Regions from separate parts of the Sus scrofa genome. Here region 1 is linked to region 2. A link is a contact called in public promoter capture Hi-C data. All regions are on one chromosome and are shown on one strand. The core of a region is the stretch at or near the end of the contact, and the rest is flanking DNA. Distances in the headings are between cores, read along the strand shown.

Region 1 (3,885 bases), core at 857-3,356, 410 kb after region 2:
TGTGTGGATGCCTTCCTCACCCCCACTCCAACATGAGAGCTGTGGCTGTGCCCCCTTCCCTAACAACACACCTCCTCTACAGTGTACTTAATTTTTTTTTAAATTCATCTTATTGAGGTATAGTTGATTTCCAATGTTAATTTCTGCAGTGATTCATATATGCATGTATATATATATATATAGTCTTTTCATTACAGTCTATTATAAGATATTGAATATAATTTCCTGTGCTATACAGGACCTTGTTTATCCATCTCTACAGTGTACTTTTAAAGGTACACGATCCTGGAGTTCCCGTGGTGGTGTAGTGGAAATAAATCCGACTGGGAATCATGACGTTGCGGGTTCGATCCCTGGCCTCCATCAGTGGGTTAAGGATGTAGCGTTGCCATGAGCTGTGGTGCAGTTCACATAAGCATCTTGCATCTGGTGTTGCCTTGGCTGCTGTGTAGGCTGGCGGCTACAGCTCCAGTTGGACCCCTAGCCTGGGAACCTCCATATGCCACAGCTACGGCCCTAAAAAAAAAAGACACACACAAAAAGATACATGATCCCCTTGCTTGTTAATAAGCCTCTGTGAAGTAGTTAAGGAAGATATTATCCACAATTTTTCTTTGAACAGATGTTCAAGGATTTAATTCAAGAGAAATGGAGTGACTTGCCCAAGGTCACTCAGCTTCCATAATACAGGGTCTGAATGTAAGCCTTTTTTTTCACTCCACCAATCCAGGATGCCTCTAAACATATGCCAAAATCACAGTAACTATTCTCTTTTCACTAGTAGAAGTGTTTCAAACTCATTCATTCTGGGATTAACTCTGATTTCCAGGTTTTTCTTTTCCCAAAACATATGTGACAAGCAATAGAGCGGTAGAGAGAGGACTGGATACAGAATCGAACTTAAAAACTTTAGCTTAAGCTCATATCTGACACTTGAGGCAACTTAATTGCTTTCCTCAATTATAAAAAGATTAGAATAAATCAGTGATTTTCTGCCTGGGGCTGAGTGAGACCTGGAGCTATTGGGATTTTACCATTGATAGAAACGCCTGCGAAATTCAGCTACAAATATCTGATTCCATAATTCTTAACATCCCTTCCAATTTGCGTGGTTATGATTCCAAGGCAATTTTTCTCTATTCGGTATGTGCTAGCTGTTTTTATCCTTATCAATCACATCCTTCATTCAAAAACATTTATTAGTGGCCTATTATGTGCCAAGTACCGTATTATCTGGTTTTCGTGGCAGCCCCTTCCCGAGGCGTCATCACATTTAGAATTTTATCCCAACCTTCCAAACTTGGAACTCAGCGTTCGCGTCTCACGTTATTTATAAACACGCCGAGTTCCTCTCCGGTCCTTTCTCCACCCACTACATTTGAAGCCTGGCCCCTCTCGGCGCACAGACTGAATTAACTGAATTCCTCTTGGGAACAACCTCCTTCACCTACTAGTGGCTCCATCAACACTAATCTCCTGGCTAGTCGGTGGGAAATCGGCTGGGACGTTTTGGAAGTTTGAATGACTCCCCAGCACACTCCTGCCCATCTGCCGGGCATAACCCGCTCTCCGTGGTGTTAACCCTCGACTCGGACCCCGGAGGTCTCGGGGAGGCTGCTAGGTGACTTCGGGAGGTGGCTCCGGCAGCGTTCTCCTTTCCTCGGTTCTGCGGCTCTGAGCATAAACGCAGCGTGCGCCGCTTTCCACTGCGCAGGAACTTCCCCGGCCTCGGCGTTCACTCAGAAACCGAGAAGCCGGCTCTTCGCGCGCTCCCGCAGTTCTCCTCCTGCGGCCGCGCTCCCAGCGCCACAGCGCGTGTCCTCAGGGAGCCTCTGGCTCCCTCCGCCTCCCTCCGCCTCTCTCTCCGCCTCCCCCGCCCCGCGTGCCCTTCAGCCTGTCCCTCCGCCCGGCCGACGCGAGGGGAGCGCGGTGCGCGCGTCGGCGGCAGGAGGACGTGCGCGAGACGCACGGCCCCGCGCGGAGCGCCGGAAGGAGCCGGGCCGGGACCTCGCGCGTCGTGCGCGCGCCGCCGCCCGCCGCTGACCCGCCCCCCTTCGCCGGGCCGCGGCCTCGCGCGCGCGCGCACTGGGGCGCAGCCGCCGCCGCCGCCGCCGCCGCCGCCGCCGCCGGCGCCGCGGCTGCTGCTCCGGCTGCTGCAGGAGGCGGCGCTGGCTGGCGGCTGCGCTCGCTCCAGTCGGCGAGCGGAGCAGCGAGCGAGCGTGTGTGTGTTTTTTAAAGATGGCCGGAGCGGCGGCGGCGGTGGCCGCGGGAGCAGCAGCTGGAGCCGCCGCGGCAGCCGTGTCGGTGGCGGCTCCCGGCCGGGCCTCGGCTCCCCCGCCGCCCCCGCCGGTGTACTGTGTGTGCCGGCAGCCGTACGACGTGAACCGTTTCATGATCGAGTGCGATATCTGCAAGGACTGGTTCCACGGCAGGTAAATAAACCCCCTCTAGCCCCGCCGCCGCTGCCGCCGGCCACCGGCTAACCGCCGCCGTCGCCGCGCCGGCCGCCCGAGCCGCTCTCCGCTCGGCCGCCGCGCCGCGTCGAGCGCTCAGGGGCTCCGGCTCCTAGCCCTCGGCCCGGGCAGCGCGGCGCGCGGGGTCCCGGGCTCGCCGGGCGCCGGGCGGGCTGAGGGGGGCTGGTGGGATCGCCTGGCTGGGCGAAGAGTCGCCACAACAAACGGGAACAAAGGGGGCCGGCCGAGAAGTTGGCAGGGGGAGACCCGGGCGAGGGGACGCGGCCGGGGCAGGCGCCGGCGGAGGCGGCGGGCGGAGCGCCGGCCCGGCCCGCCGCCCCTCGCCGCGCCCGCAGCCCGGCCGCCGCCCCGCCCGGCCGCCCGCCCGCCCGGGACTCCCAGCCCGAAGTCGCCGCCCGGCCGGCCGCCCTCCCCGCCTTCCTTCCGGGCGGCGACCGGCTGGCCCCGGCCCGGGGTCTCCAGAAATTGCCCTCTTTCTGCGGGTCCCGGTCGCGCCCCCTTCCCCTGTCTTTATCAAACTTCCTCGGCCCCCGGGCTCTGGGACGGGGGCGTCGGCAGCGCCCGCCCGGTGGGGTTCCGCGGAGTAAACAGAGCAACAGATGAGGCACTTTCGGGGACTTGAAAGATGCCAGTCGGAAGTTTGGGCCGGGGGTCCCGAGCGGGGCGTCAGGTCGGCTGCGGTCGTGCCAACCACCCGTCACCCCGGCGCAGCCCGTCCCGGCGGGGGTGGAGCGGATGGAGTGGGCAGCGGGGCCCGGAGGCACAGCCTCTCGTCCCCGCCGCCCCCGGGCCGCCCCCGCGCCGCCGCTCAAACTTTACAGAGAGTGAAATTTCCCGTCGCCCGAAGGGCCGGCGACCCCCGGGCAGCCCGGGGCCAGCGCCCGGGGGCCTGGTGCAGGCGAACTTGCGCCGTTCGGTGGGGACTTGGGGTCGGGTGGCGGGGGCGGCGAGCGTCGCCTTGTGCCTCAGCCGCTGCCTGCGTTTGGGTTTGACGTTTGTGAGAGCTCGGGCCGCCTCCGCCGCCGAGCCGCCGACTCGTGTGTTTTGTAATCAAAGTGTGAGGCTAATAAAGGGCGGCGCCACAGCCTCTTGACTCCGGCGTGGGAGGGATTCGCAGGCATTTAAACAAAGAAACTAGTTGAGGTCGGGCTCCCAAAGTCCTTATTTGGGTGTTGTGGCAAAGCCTGCGGTCACCTTTAGGTGAAGCAGGTTTCCCCAGCACCGTTTGGCGGTGTATCTTGGCGAGAGTACGCTCCCGGGTAATAGCAGATATGGTGACTGTGATTGTAGGAAGTGTCCTTTGATTGACAGCAGGACATTTAAATACAGCCTCCGCTCCCCCCCTCCCCAATTTCGCAGAAACACCACACGACCAGGCCAGATGTCTTAGTCTCCCTCTGCTGGCCCTGGG
Region 2 (3,838 bases), core at 288-2,787:
TTTTCCAGGAAGGCAGGGTTGGCACGAGCTTTGTACACTTGGGCCACACAGCCTGAACCCACGGGTTCCAGCTTCTCAAAGCACAGGACCCTCCCCCAGTCCTCTCCAAAGGCCTGCCGTAGGAAGTGTTCAGTGTGAGTCCAAGGATGAGGAGGCACCCGGACATGCAGCTTGGAGAACTGGGCGCAGAAAGCCTCTGAGAAGAGATCCCGCCGGGTGCTGGCCCACTGGCCCAGTTTGATGTACGTTGGGCCAGAGGTCTCGGTGGCTTTCAGAAGCAGGTAGAGCCAGAGACTGGAGACACTGGGAGCCAGGTAGGTGAAGGGGTAGAGTAGAAGGAGGGGGAAGAATTTCACCAGGAGGGCCCCCGCCCTGAGCCAGATCCGCAGGTGCAGAAGGAGACCGTCCAGCCGTCCCTCTGGGGGGACTGTCCCCAGGGGCCCATGTGCAGCCAGGACACTCCGGCGGGCCCTCTGCCGACACAAGCTCTCAGGGGCCCCCTCCCCACCAGTGTCTTCAGAGACAGAGACGAGTTTGGGCAAAGTGCCAAGCAGAAGCCAACAGAGTCTAGCCCTGCAAGAGTACCCAGCGGGTCTCAGAAGGCCGAGTTCCCTTCTGAGCTCAAAACCCCTTAGGTGCGACAAGCAGACCCTGACAGAGAAGCGCCAGGGCGTCACCATCCTCTTCCAGAAGTCCGCAGCCTAGGCTGCCTACCCTCCGCTTTAAGAAGCAGCCATCGCAAGGCTGACTGAGTCCAGGGCGCCGGCTGAGTATTCCACTGAAAAGTGGGGCAGCTGTGAGATGGGCGACGCTCAGACCTCAGCTTCGTCGTGCAGCCTAAGGCCGGTCCTGATCCCGGTCGTGCCCTGCAGGGCCACACCGCCCCCAGGGCCCGCAGCCCTGCCCCGCCTCCGCCTCAGGAGGGGCCCGCCCATCCGTCCCGGCTCCTCCCGGGTACCTCGCCTGGGCCGGAGGCCTGAAGGCTTGAGCCCCGGAGGGGGCCAGCCAGGCCCAGGCCGGGGACGTGACCTGCGCGAGGCGGCCGCGCGGGCGGAGACAGAGCCGGGCGGCCGCAGGGTCACCGCGCACGCGGGCGGGCGAGAGGTCGCGGGGGTGCCCGGGCACCCGCTTGGGGGCCAGAGCGCAGAGTAGAGATGGGGGGAGGCGGCGGTGCCGAGAGCCTGGGCTCCGGGCGAGGACGGGCGGGAAAGAGCGAGGCGTTGAGAGCTGGGGCGGCAGTGGGGGACAGTGCGGCTGGCCGAGGACCCGGGCACCGAGGACGGCGTTGGGAGGAGCTGGAGTTGAGGCTGGGGCTGCAGGGAGCCGAGGACCGGTGGGCAGTGGGGGGGTCTGGACGCCAAGGGCGTGGAAGGAGAACGGAGGGTCAGGGCGCGGCGGGCGAGGGATCGGGTCTCGGAGGGCCGGGGACCCCGACGCCGTGGGCGGGGGATCCGGGCGGCTAAGGCGAGGGATCCGGGCGCCGAGGGCGAGGGAACCCGACGGCGAGGCGGGGGTCGGGCGCGCGGGGCCGGGAATCCCGGCTCAGAGGCCGCGCGGCCTGCGTCTTCCGGGACCGCCCCTTAAAGGGGACGCGGCGCAGACTCCGGCGGAGGCTCCCCAAGCTAAAATTCACTTCCAACGCCAATGCGCCCCCGACACCCCCTCTTTGTCCCCTGTGCGCCGGGCTCTCCAGCTATCTTAGGCTTTCCCTACAAAGAGCGCGGAAACGGTGGAGGAGTTGAAAGCCCTTTCCCGAACAATGGTCCCACAGACCACGGTGGGAGGGGTGGGGGTGTTGTCCTTGAAAGGCCCGGAGTCCCAGGCTGCACCTATTTGGGGAATGTGTTTGCACCTTGGGGAGTGGCTCCGTAAAGAATGTTCGCTCATTCAACCAATACTAATTAAGCCCAGTAAGTATTTCTTTCTTTCTTTTTTGAGGGGGGCGGAGGGAGGCGCACCTGCAGCTTCTGGCAGATCCCAGACTAGAGATCCAATTGGAGCTAACAGCCGCCGGCCTACACCACAGCCACAGCAACTTGGGATCAGAGCCCATCTGCGACCTACACCACAGCTCACAGCAATACCAGACCCTTAACCCACTGAGTAAAGCCAGGGATCGAACCCGCATCGTTATGGATCCTAGTCGGGTTCATTTCTGCTGAGCCACAACAGGAACTCCAAGGCCAGTAAGTAGTTCTTAAACTCAGCCTAGTATTTATGGAGGCTCAATAATATGTACACTGTAGGGACCTGGGGACACACATCCTGACTTAACAGATTCTTCACTGATAAAAGAAATGAAGAACGGGGAGAACCCATAGGACGGAGGCTGCTTGGGAGAGGAAGGGAGGGCCATGGGGGTGGGAGGGTGTCCAGCCCCAGAAAGAATTACGACCCCAAATGGGAATGAGTTTGGTGTGAGGTTTTTAGGGAGTTTATTTAACCTTGGATTACCAAAGGAAGGTCAGATAACTCCAAAGAGCCAGGAGGAGCAGAACAGAGCTGGGAAATCAGCCAACACTGTCAGGGATGGCCCAGTGTTCTGTTCTGCTCTTGGGGGTTTATGAGGCTGCCTGCAATGGGGTACCACAGTCACTTCTACCTATACAACCCTTTATCTCCACATGGGTGCCAAGCTTCCATAAAAATCTGCCAGGGGGTGGGGGGGTCTGTGGGCCTCACAAATGGAAGGGCCCAAGGGACAGAAATAAGGACACTGCCCGCATGTGCTGCTTGAAGTCTATCTGCCACTCACAGCCCAAGGAATGCTAGAACATGCAGGGACCTGGGCTGCCCATACAGCTAGGAATGGCTACTCCTGCACTGTTAACTAATAATCCATTCCCAGGAGTTCCCACTGTGGCACAGTGGGATTGACCATTGTCTTGGGAGCACTGTGATGCAGGTTCGATCCCTGGTGAGGCACAGTGGGTTAAGGATGGGGCGTTGCCACACCTGCGGCTTACGTGGAAACTGTGCCTTGGATCTGATCCCTGGCCTGGGAACTCCATATGCCACAGGACAGCCAAAATAATAATCCATTCCCATTTCCGTAAGATGCTGCAGACGCCTTCGAAGTTCCCAAGGTCATACCTACCACCACCAGTTTCAAATAGGGCAGGCCATTCATTAAGCCTTGGCACCTTTCTCTCATTTATTTACTTACTCTGTCCCAAAGGTGTAGAATATTCTTGTGTGCCTCTGAGTCACCAAGGGCCTTATTGAGGACCTAATTTGAAACCAGAAGCCCTGAGTTCTAGCCCCCTCGTTAAGAGGTAACCACCTGACCTCAGGCGAGTCTCTCTGGGCCTCTGTTTCTCCTTAAGCAACTTGGGGTGAGGAGTCTAACTACAGCTACATGCATTCTCTAGACTTACATTTATGATTCTGGCAATTAGTATCTTTAACAGTAATTAAGAACAAAATGCTGGGGAGTTCCCATTGTGGCACAGCAGAAATGAATGAACCATGAGGTTGAGGGTTCAATCCCTGGCCTCAATCAGTGAGTAAAGGATCCAGCGGTGCCATGAGCTGTGGTATAGGTCACAGACGCAGTTCAGATCTGATGTGGCTGTGGTGTAGGCCGGCAGCTATAGCTCTAATTTGACCCCTAGCCTGGGAACCTCCATATGCTGCAGGTATGGCCCTAAAAAGACAAAAAAAAAAATAAAATTCTGAGAGAATGGGAGTTCCTGTTGTGGCTCAGTGGTAATGAACACAACTAGTATCCATGAGGACACAGGCTAGATTCCTGGCCTTGCTCAGTGGGCATTGCCATGAGCTGTAGTATAGGTCATAGATTTCGCTCAGAGCTGGTGTGGCTGGGGCGTAGGCCAGC

The links. Promoter capture Hi-C pulls out the DNA fragments that hold promoters and counts their contacts.
Region 1: a contact with region 2 is called in a promoter capture Hi-C map of fetal liver, with 2.6 times the contacts expected there. The contact joins the promoter of KDM7A here to the promoter of ADCK2 in region 2. A contact is called at or near these places in 2 of 5 promoter capture datasets (fetal liver and liver), 4 of 47 Hi-C or Micro-C datasets (embryonic fibroblasts, heart right ventricle, mesenteric adipose tissue and 1 more) and 1 of 2 datasets of contacts at active chromatin or transcription factors (alveolar macrophages).

What each region holds. Positions count from the first base shown.
Region 1 is chr18:9,579,362-9,583,246 of Sscrofa11.1, forward strand. It overlaps KDM7A (lysine-specific demethylase 7A), which reads left to right and starts at 2,107. Exons shown (of 20, transcript XM_003134614.4): 1 at 2,107-2,432. The coding sequence starts at 2,239.
Region 2 is chr18:9,171,472-9,175,309 of Sscrofa11.1, forward strand. ADCK2 reads right to left here and starts at 1,538. Exons shown (of 8, transcript XM_003134607.4): 1 at 1-1,538. The coding sequence starts at 680. It overlaps LOC100514807 (a long non-coding RNA gene), which reads right to left. Exons shown (of 3, transcript XR_297874.3): 3 at 3,803-3,838.